Regions from separate parts of the Triticum aestivum genome. Here region 1 is linked to region 2. The links are chromatin contacts, called in public Hi-C maps. All regions are on one chromosome and are shown on one strand. Each heading gives the region's core, a stretch centred on a gene start, on an enhancer-like site or on the middle of the called end of the contact. The rest is flanking DNA. Distances are from core to core; before and after follow the strand shown. Region 1 holds the start of LOC123058598. Region 2 holds the start of LOC123062137 (mitochondrial import inner membrane translocase subunit TIM50).

Evidence for each region. Hi-C and Micro-C count contacts between places; a contact is called where the count stands out from the background.
Region 1: a contact with region 2 is called in a Hi-C map of leaf, with 4 times the contacts expected there. The contact joins the promoter of LOC123058598 here to the promoter of LOC123062137 in region 2. A contact is called at or near these places in 2 of 5 Hi-C or Micro-C datasets (both in leaf).

Annotation. Positions count from the first base shown.
Region 1 is chr3A:547,613,555-547,618,506 of IWGSC CS RefSeq v2.1, forward strand. LOC123058598 reads right to left here and starts at 3,697. Exons shown (of 1, transcript XM_044481305.1): 1 at 2,928-3,697. The coding sequence starts at 3,479. The coding sequence ends at 3,153.
Region 2 is chr3A:547,393,820-547,399,047 of IWGSC CS RefSeq v2.1, forward strand. It overlaps LOC123062137 (mitochondrial import inner membrane translocase subunit TIM50), which reads right to left and starts at 1,691. Exons shown (of 11, transcript XM_044485498.1): 1 at 1,215-1,691; 2 at 1,027-1,115; 3 at 556-592. The coding sequence starts at 1,491.

The DNA.
Region 1 (4,952 bases), core at 2,447-4,946, 220 kb after region 2:
CTAGACGTCTAGGGTTTAGCCATTACGATCTCGAGGTAGATCAACTCTTGTAAACCCCATATTGATCCAAGATAATCAAGCAGGAAGTAGGGCATTACCTCCATCAAGAGGGCCCGAACCTGGGTAAACACCATGCCCCTGTCTCTTGTTACCTTCGATCCTTAGACGCACAGTTTGGGACCCCCTACCCGAGATCTGCCAGTTTTGACACCGACATTGGGCTTTAGGGATATCCATTGTTTTAACTTGGCACTCCTGGCTAAGCAAGCATGGAGTCTTATTGATAACGCAGACTCTTTGTGTGCAACGGTTCTTAAGGCTAAATATTTTCTAGATGGTGAGTTGATCAATGCCAAACTGAAGAAAGGTTCATCTTTTACATGGCAAAGTATAATGGCAGGCGTGAATACTCTAAAGCAGGGATGCATTTGGAGAGTAGGGGATGGACGGAAAATAAATATCTGGAATGATGCATGGCTACAAGGAACTCAAAATAGGAAGGTAATAACCCCACGAGGCAACCAGATCATATCTAAAGTTCATGATTTAATTGATCCCGGTACAGGCCAATGGGATGAGGAGCTTGTAAGACAAACGTTCTGGCATGTTGATTGCAACTGAATATTAGCTATACCATTACCAAACTACGACATGGAGGATTTCCTAGCATGGGGAATGTCAAAGAATTTCCAGTTCTTTGTCAAATCGGCGTACTATGTGGAATGGGATCACAAGTTTGGAAACAATCTCTGTTGGTCAAATGGCCAAGGTGCACCACAAAACGTGAGTGTGGAAGAAAGTTTGGGAACTAGACTGCCTGGCAAAAGTCAAAATTTTCACTTGGAAAGCGCTGCATGGTACCCTAGCATGTGGTGTCAATTTGGCCCAGAGACATATCAAGGTGTCGCCGCAATGCCCCTGTTGCAAGAGAGGGGCCAACACTACGGCTCATGTGTTGTTTCAATGCCCTGCCGCAATGAATGTTTGGAAAGAGCTTGCTCTGGAGAAACTAATTCAAAAGGCGTGTCTCATTGATAGGGCGGGCAAAAGTATATTTCGATTCCTATTGGAGATGCCACAACATGAAATGATGGGTCAGAAACAGGAAAAGATGCATGAAATGATACCAATAACCTGCTAGTACCTATGGTTGGAAAGGAGAAAGCTACGCCATGGAGAAAAGGTTCAAACTGCTAACCAGATTGCTACTTCTGTTAGAGTCCTTACAACTAATTACACTGTTGCGGTCGCTCCTAAAGCTAAGAGGAAAATAGGAGGATGGGAACTCTCGCCTAGAGGACATGTGAAATTGAATGTGGATGCCTTCTTTGATGATGATCTGCTTGTAGGGATGACAGATGCAATCATCAGAGATGACAGAGGTAATTTTATCAGCGCGGGTAATTGGAAACTTGATTTCTGTTATGATGTTCTTTTAGCCGAAGCAACTGCATTGCGATATGATTTATCTTTAGCACAAACTGTAGGCTGTAATAATATCATCATTAACTCTGATAATTTGGAAGTGGTGAATACTATGAATGAGGGAGGAAGATCGGCAGGACCAGTAGCAGCAATCTTCAACGACCGTTATCACATGGCATGTGATTTTCTTTATACTTCTTTTGTGCATTCCCCCATAAAGGCAAATATGGTCGCCCATGAACTGGCAAATTTGGCAAAGGCGGCTTTATGTAGTACTCCCTCCCTCCGGTCCTTTTTAGTTCGTATATAAGATTTGACTGAAGTCAAGCCTCGTAAAGTTTGACCAACTTTATAGAAAAAAATACCAACATTCACAATCTGAAATCAATATCAATAGATGTGTCATGACTTAAAGTTCCATATTGTATAACTTTAGCATGGCAGATGTTGATATTTTTTCATATAAATACAATCAAACTTTGTAAAGTTTGACTTCAGAGAATTCTAATATGCAGAGTAAAAAGGACCGGAGGAAGTAGTTTCTTCGATAAGACTCCTAGTGAATTTATCCTGCTTTTACTCAGCAATGTAACTCTTGTAACACTGTAATAAAGTGGGATGATTTGTTTTTAAAAAAATAGCGAAGAAATTTTGACAGTACAAACAACGACCACTGGTGAAATAAAAACAGACCTTAAAATCACACCGTAAAAGAAACAGACATCGATCATGCTCAACACCATGGACCATCCGAGAAACTTGAGTGAGAGGATCCACGGCCCGTTCATTGACTGGTGTCGTAGACCTCACTCCTCCTAAAGCAGATCAAGACATACAACTAATTTACTAGTACGGCGACAGCAACTAACTAGGCTAGCTCGTTTTCGTTCCAAGTCGGATCAGAGAGTTCAGCACTGCTCGCGGTAAAAAGAATCAGAGTTTGGTATGACGGGGTCCTACGGTGACATCGACGGGAGACTGGAGGACATACGTACGTGTGATCACCGGGCTCACACCATGTTCAACTCCAATATAAAATTATTTGAACTAAGTAAGTTATAGTAATGATACGAGAAAAATGACAGGGACGGTGCAGGGGACATTTTCTACTTTGGTGATACTACTGTGCGCCGAAAGGATGATGCGTCGGGCAGAAGAATCCATCTCTTGCCACGCCGAAAGGGTGTACCCTAGCTATCAATCTATCGCATTTTCGGCTTTACAGTTCCTAGCAGACGCCAACAGATGGTCGGTTTGGAAATGAGGTTTATTGCCCCCTGCACCATCGCTTACCGAGGTCTTTTTCAAATACAAGAGGCGAGGCAGATTCTTCAAGAGAAATTCGAGGTTCGGCCGCTCAAGGCCTTTGACCTCGGGCCTTCAGCTCCGATCTCTCGCTTTCATGGCATCAAATCAAAGCATCGAGAGTTGAAGACTCCACCTGAAAACGGAAGAACATGGAGCACCAGTGGTACCTGGTACTCAAATTATGCGCGCTGACGGAGCGAATTTATGACATCTTTATTCAATGGTACTATTGTACACCACACCACGGAGACGGGAGGATCCTACGCTAGCCACGGCTGCACCACCGCACACCGGGGGCGCCCGGCGACGGGCCCCCGGCTCCCAGGCGGGCCCATACAGGTTACCCCACGTCTCTCCTGAGCTAGCCCCGGCGAACAAGGCCATCTCGCGGCCGCGCGCACCTCCTCCTCCCCGGCTCTTCAGATCTCCGGCTCCGGCGGCACCTCCACGGTGGCGGACGCCTCCGGGAGGAGGTGCTCGGGGCGGCACCCGGCGACGAAGTCGATGATCTCCTTGCCGGACTCCTCCGCGCCGCTGGGCGGCGGCGAGATCCGGAGCAGCACGGTGATGGCCACGAGGAAGAAGCCCGTGGAGACGAGCAGCGGCCAGAAGAAGGAGACCACGGCGCCGAGCCTGGGCCCGACGGCGGAGATCGACACCACGGCGACGGCGAGGAACGCCACCGCCGCCGCCGCACGCAGCCGGTGCTCCCACATTAGCTCCCCGAGCTTCGCCTTGGTCGTCATCGCCGGATCGGCGCCGCGAGCACGCCCGGAGAGGAGAGATCTACGGGAAGGGGGGTCTGGCTAGCTCGCTAGCCCGGTAGCTAGGGCTTTGGTTTTAGGAGGTGAGATGGGGGCTTCGTCGGGAGGGTGGAGACTGGAGAGTGGGGAAAGGGATGGTGATAAGCGTGGGGTTATCTCATACTCCTCCCTACTGAGGAGATTCGCCCTGCCGCCGCCTCCAGCCAAGGTTGTGTGCTTTTTTGGCACGTTTTTTTCTCGCAGCGACGGGGATGGCGTGGATGCGGATACTGTCGACGACGGTGCGCTTACCTTTTACGACGGAGTTCACCAAAATGCCCCCCGCGCGCAGGACTGCCGTGCTCATGAGTCGCTCTGATTTGCTTCAACCGGTGGTCAGCCACGGGAATTCTTGATATTCTTTTTTATTTCTCAATCAAACATATGACACTGTTTGCGTAAAAGCGACTGGAGGAATTGGGTCGGCTCCCACAGTCCCACTGAATCAGACGGCTCTATTTCGCCCCCTTCAACTCACCTAGCAACGGGAGCGATTAGATCACCTTCCGCCAAATCGAAAGCCTATGTTTAGCATCCTTCCGCTCACCTTTGGGGAATGCGTGGGTGCGTTCACGTAAAATCGACGGGAGGGATTGGGTCACCTCCCGCCGAATCAGACGCCTTTATTTAACCCCCTTCGACTCACCCAGCAATGAAAGCGATTGGATCATCTTTCGTCAAATCGGACGCATCTGTTTAGCACTCTTCGACTCACCTCTGAGAAATGCAAGGGCGTGTTCGTGTAAAAGCAGCGGGAGGGATTGGGTCGTCTTTCGCCGAATCATACGCCTCTATTTAGCTCCCTTCGACTCACCTAGCGACGGGAGGTATTGGATCACCTTCTGCCAAATCGGACGTCTCTGTTAAGCATCCTTCGGCTCACCTAGGAAGAATGCAAGTAAAAATACAGTGCACGCAACCAAGCAGACTTCAGGTCGACACGCATCACAAAGGGTTTCCGTGGCCCGCAGGTGCACTGCATTAACACTGGTTATACATCTGAGAGGGCATTTTGGGAAGGCATGTATTTTCGTTGTGTGATCTACAGCTGTTGGATTGTCAGGGTCCGTTTGGCGTTACACGGGCAATGCACGCAGGGGCACAAGGTCGGAACGTGGGGCCAGCAGCCCAGCAGTGCGCATGTACGGCTCATAAGCGCTGCGTTGCTTGCTCACGTTGTTGGCACGTGCAAGGCACTCGACTCACCGGTTCCATGAATTCTCTCTATCCCGTGACCTTGCGATGGGCAAGAGGCCCAGCCTGCCACGCCAATGCCATACATCGCCTTTTTATATGGGAGAGAAATGCTATACATCGCCTTTTTTAGAAGATGCTATCCATCGCCTAAGCCTAAGCATCGATGCTGGCGGTCGGCTGCGACTCGCCTCAGTGGGCCGGTCCAGTAAAGCAGTTTTG
Region 2 (5,228 bases), core at 441-2,940:
ATGACTCAACCGATAAGGAACATAGGCAGACAGTTAACAAATAATGTAGTAATAGATGTTAACTGAAGAGCCTATCTAGCTGGTCAGGTTAATCAATAAGCTCATCTCATGCTCCTTCCGAGTGATGTGCATTTGTAGAGCAATCTAGAATGTGCTTATACAAACATTATCATGCAATGATTAACAGCCAGGTTGAATAGATTATAGCCAACAATTTTAGTACCAATGACACACCTCTTCATACAAATTGATCGCAGTAAATGAAAACATATAATTTGATGCATACAGTCTAACGATACGCAAACTCCTGTTAATAAAGAAATGTGTTCCCTAGCCACTGTAAACTACTTAAAAGTGGAGAGACTTGGTTATTCACTGGTGTGTGAGAAAAATATTCCAAGGTTGCCTGGAAGCTGCCAGTTTATGTACCAAGCAATCATAACAGGATCGTGAGTTGCTCATTAGGTGGCTGAAGAAAATGTCTGCACGATAATTGGCAATCTGTATCCAAGAGGTAACAGTAAAGACAAGGAATGAGTGTGCAGTAGTCCCTACCTTTCACAGTTTCTGAATAAGCCATAGCCTTAAACTTCTGCACACATGAAAAGCCATAATTGTCAGACAAGATTGACGGTAGATATCCAGTGGAGAAAGTTATTGCTGCACACTACTTCAGGTTTTCTCAAACCCCCACAATGCAAGCCTCCCATAGAACATCATGTTCCAGACCAAAAGATTTCCGCATCCTTCTAATGCATGCCAATTCCTTGCTACTCGAACCAAACGACCAAATATTTTATTCCAGAAAGTGTAAGCTCCTACATAGGGGATGATGCAAATCACAACAACAAAAATACTACTACCATGCATGATATGTTACAAGTTTATTGCGCACCTCATCAGATCCCAAGTTCACATTTCCTAATCTCATCCAAATGCTGCTGCTTAATGTTTATGCAGTCACGCACGCAACTGAACAAACAACAGGATAAAACAACACGAGCACCAAAAAACATGATATGTAACCTCAAAGCAGGACAAGTCCTCGCTGATTGGGAGCTTCGAGTTCTTCCGGAACTCCCGCGTCATCTGATCCACTTCATCCACGGAATAAGCTACAGAGACGAAAACACGAATCACTCCCTACGAATCACACGCGCGACACCAGACCAAACCGAGCGATCCTGCGGAGGAATACGGATCGGAGATCGCACCGTATGTGACATAGCCTGTGGCGCCGAGCGCGGCGGTGACGGCGGTGAAGATACCGGCCTTAAGCAGACGGAAGGAGCTGCGGGTCCCCGAAGGCGGCGCCGGGGAGGGATCGCCAGCGGCGGCCGCCTCCTTGGGAGCGGAAGATGCGTCGGCGCCGGCAGGCGCCTCCTTCGAAGCGAGGGATGCGGCGGCGGCGGCGGCGGGTGAAATGGTGGAGAAGGGGGCGGCGGAGGACCTGAGCGTGAGGGCGAAGCGCGACCTCGCGATGCGGGACATGGCGCGGCTTGCGAGAGGGGCAAGGAATGTGGGAGGGTCGTCGGATTTTGGTTTGGCTCGCGCCGAGGGTTTAAGGAGAGAGGGGGCTGACTGGGTGCCTGAGCCCGAGCCCGAGGAGGGGGGGAGAGGAAGGAGGCGGCGGCGAGGCGATGGGCGAAGGAGGTGGAAGAGTCAGGGTCTCGGAGACTGACTGTTGCAAGCTGCCCCCACTTGTCAGCGGCTAGCAATTTCTCCAGGGCTCGGGAGAGTGGCATATGCGTGCACGATGCGTTTTGGAGGGGGCAGGCCACAGGCATGCGGGCCAGATGCTGGCGCGATTGCTAGCCCATTACGAGCAGTATAATAAATATAGTGCTCGCCTACAGGCCGGCCCATTTACGAGAGTGTAGAGAAGCATTAAGCTGTTTTAGAAAGTTTCCAGAACATTCTGTCCGGTTTTGGGAAGTTTTTTTTGCGAGATCGGTTTTGGGAAGGTTCCAGAACCTTCCATCAGGTTTTGTTTCTTCCTTTCTTTATTTTTATTTTTTCCCTTCCCCTTTTTCGGTTTCTTTCTGTTTTTATTTTTTTATGTTTCTTCTTTTTTCTTTTTATTATCCATTTTTTACACTTATTTTTCAATAACTAACGATTTTTTTCCAAATTCGCGAAACTATGATCCTTTTTAAAATTTATGAATATTTTAATTTCATGAACATTTTAAAAATATGTATATTTTAATATGTGGACATTATTTAAAATTCGTGAACATTTTTTTGAATTCATGGATATTTTGAACATTTTTTCAAATTCGACAACTGGCGGTTTCAACGAAATAAATTAATTTTAAAATGAAAAAAGAAACTTTTTTAGTGCCCACGTACACACATATCATAATTGTTTTCTTATTTCCAGCCTATGTCAATGACTGTCCAACTGGAGCAGAGGCGCAATCGATGGGTCGGCCCAATTGGAGCACCATCCTTGTTTTCTTACTTAAGTTCTTTGAAAAGCCTTGTTCCCTCGAGACGACATCTCTTACTCGTGGTGTAGCATTTTACATGATGGTTAGGCAAAGGTTATATTTTGGCGTATCGGTGATGGCACAAATGCTAAAATATGGTCCTTCCCATGGATTCCTATGGCCCAGTCCAAGAAAGTGATCATGCCACAAGATCCTAGTTTACTTGACTATATCAGTGACCTAATTATCCTAGTGACAGGAAGCCAGGATGAGAGCTTGGCGTGAAAGAAGTTCTGGTCGGATGATACAAGGCATATACTGCAAAATTATTGTTGCCACTTTGGTAGCAAAGCGATTCACTCCTTTTGACATGCATATAGGTTGCATGTGCAACTCTCTCATGTAGAGCGTAATGGAGCTTTGAACAGTAGCTCAACCACTACATGGAACCTGGACTTGTGTGACAATCCATCTTGAAAATGCAGACGATAAATCAGATACAAAAGCATGATTCCCTTATAGTCTAAACAAATTTGATGAGAAGGGGAGTAAAGTTTGAAAATACGAAATGCATATTTTTGTGGGCGAGTGGACGAAGACGGTGCACACATGTTCCTTAGGTGCAAGGAAGACGTGAAGTTCCAACTGAAGATGTGGTTTTCTCAAATCGATGTAGTTGTCTGTCGCCATGAGGTGAACATGGTAGCTCATGAGTTAGCGAGAGAAGGGTCTTTGTGTTTGCCTTATACTAATCTTTGTTGAACATCTGATATACCACTCGGAGTTGTTGTTTTTCATTTGGGTGATATACCCAGACATGGTTAAGTAATAAAATTAGGACTCCGATAAGTGGCACATGTGTGGCACGAAGCAATTTCGCCCTGGCAGTTTTTGATGGCCAGTTTAGTTACCCGAGGATGGCAATTTTAGTTGTGAAGCATGGCAACTTTCTGTTTGGATGGCAAACTTTAGTTTTTTTATATATTTTTTTGCATGGCAAACTTAGTTGTAAAAAGGGCAGGGGCGGTGTTACTTCGTGCCACATGTGTGGCACTTAACATTTGGGTAAAATTATGATTTCCCCTTAAAAACTCTAGAAATCCTCTTTGGATGAAAATTTAAAGAGCGCACAAAAAAGTAGGAAAATTTTAGTATAAAAAACATGGATTCTAAATAGTAGTATACATTTTGTTTAGATGTGCCCTTTTTGTTGGCAAATGTATGAAATTAAACCAATATGGAGAGAGCCTCCTAGTGCAATGGCAAGTAGCCATTGGCATGGTAAATCTTCTCTACTCTTATAAAAGGCTCAATTGGTGATGATGGTGTGTCTACCATCCGTCATTTCTGACCATTGATCTGCATCTAATGATTATGAGGTAAGTTGTGGTCTTTTTGAAACAATAGCCGACTTGTCTGCTTCAATTTGTAGAAAACCTCTTATTTTCCTTTGTCTTCGAGGCACCGGTAGGTTTGTGTCTAGATTTTTTTGGGGATCGTGTGGGTGAGGATGTTGTACAATGGAAGGTTAGTTGCCATGAAGGTTGAAAAGCTATACATGATCACACATTTAAGGTTTATAATTGTTCAATTGAAAACCTAAAATTGGTAAATTAATAGTTTCTCTTGGTTGGTTGACTATATGGCGTGGGGACTTAAGTGGGAAACTACTAGCTAGTGAACTGGAATTATGTGTACTTGGGGTTTAGAGGCTCCATATGTGTGATTTTAATGTAGAAATTCATCTATTTGAAAACTTTGCAAATCAAAAGATGATGGGTTTTGTTGGAGTTGATCCCACTCAGGGTGGTTGGGAGGGGGAGGGGGTGACGGGGGCATCTATCGTACAACTGACTGAAAGTTCTTGTATTTTTTACGTCAAAATTAATGCATAAGATGAAAAGTATATGTTTTTTATACATAAATAGAGTCATTGACCATTCGATCAAAAGGTATTTTTGCTTTCATCTTTCGGATTTTGTGATCTCCAAACGTTCAAAATTGTGTCCCGGGGTTGACGTGTCCAACACCGCTAGTTCGATATATCACCTGTATGTCGAGCTAGATCAAATCAAGGGTCTATCACGAGCCCAGAATTGTGACGTCACAACGATTTCGCTATAGGACTAGTATGGGATTAGTTTTCTCGTGTCCACATGTGTTGTTGCCGTGTCAATATGTTGAAGGAAATATTCCCTAAAGGCAATAATAAAGTTGTTATTTTATATTTCCTTATTTATGATAAATGTTTATTATTCATGCTAGAATTGTATTGATCGGAAACCTTAATACATATGTGAATACATAGATAAACACTATGTCCCTAGTGAGCCTCTACTTGACTAGCTCATTGATCAAAGATGGTTAAGGTTTCCTAACCATGGACATGAGTTGTCATTTGATAACGGGATAACATCATTAGGAGAATGATGTGATGGACACGAGCCATCCGTTAGCTTAGCATAATGATCGTTCAGTTTTATTGTTATTGCTTTCTTCATGTCAAATACATATTCCTTCGAATATGAGATTATGCAACTCACAAATACCGGAGGAATTCCTTGTGTGCTATCAAACCTCACAACGTAACTGGGTGATTATAAAGATGCTCTACAGGTATCTCCGAAGGTGTTTGTTGAGTTGGCATAGATAGAGATTAGAATTTGTCACTCCGAGTATCGGAGAGGTATCTCTGGGCCCTCTCGGTAATACACATCATAATCTTGCAAGCAAAAGACTAAGGAGTTGGTTGATACGTCTCCAACGTCTCTATAATTTTTATATTATCTATTTTGTA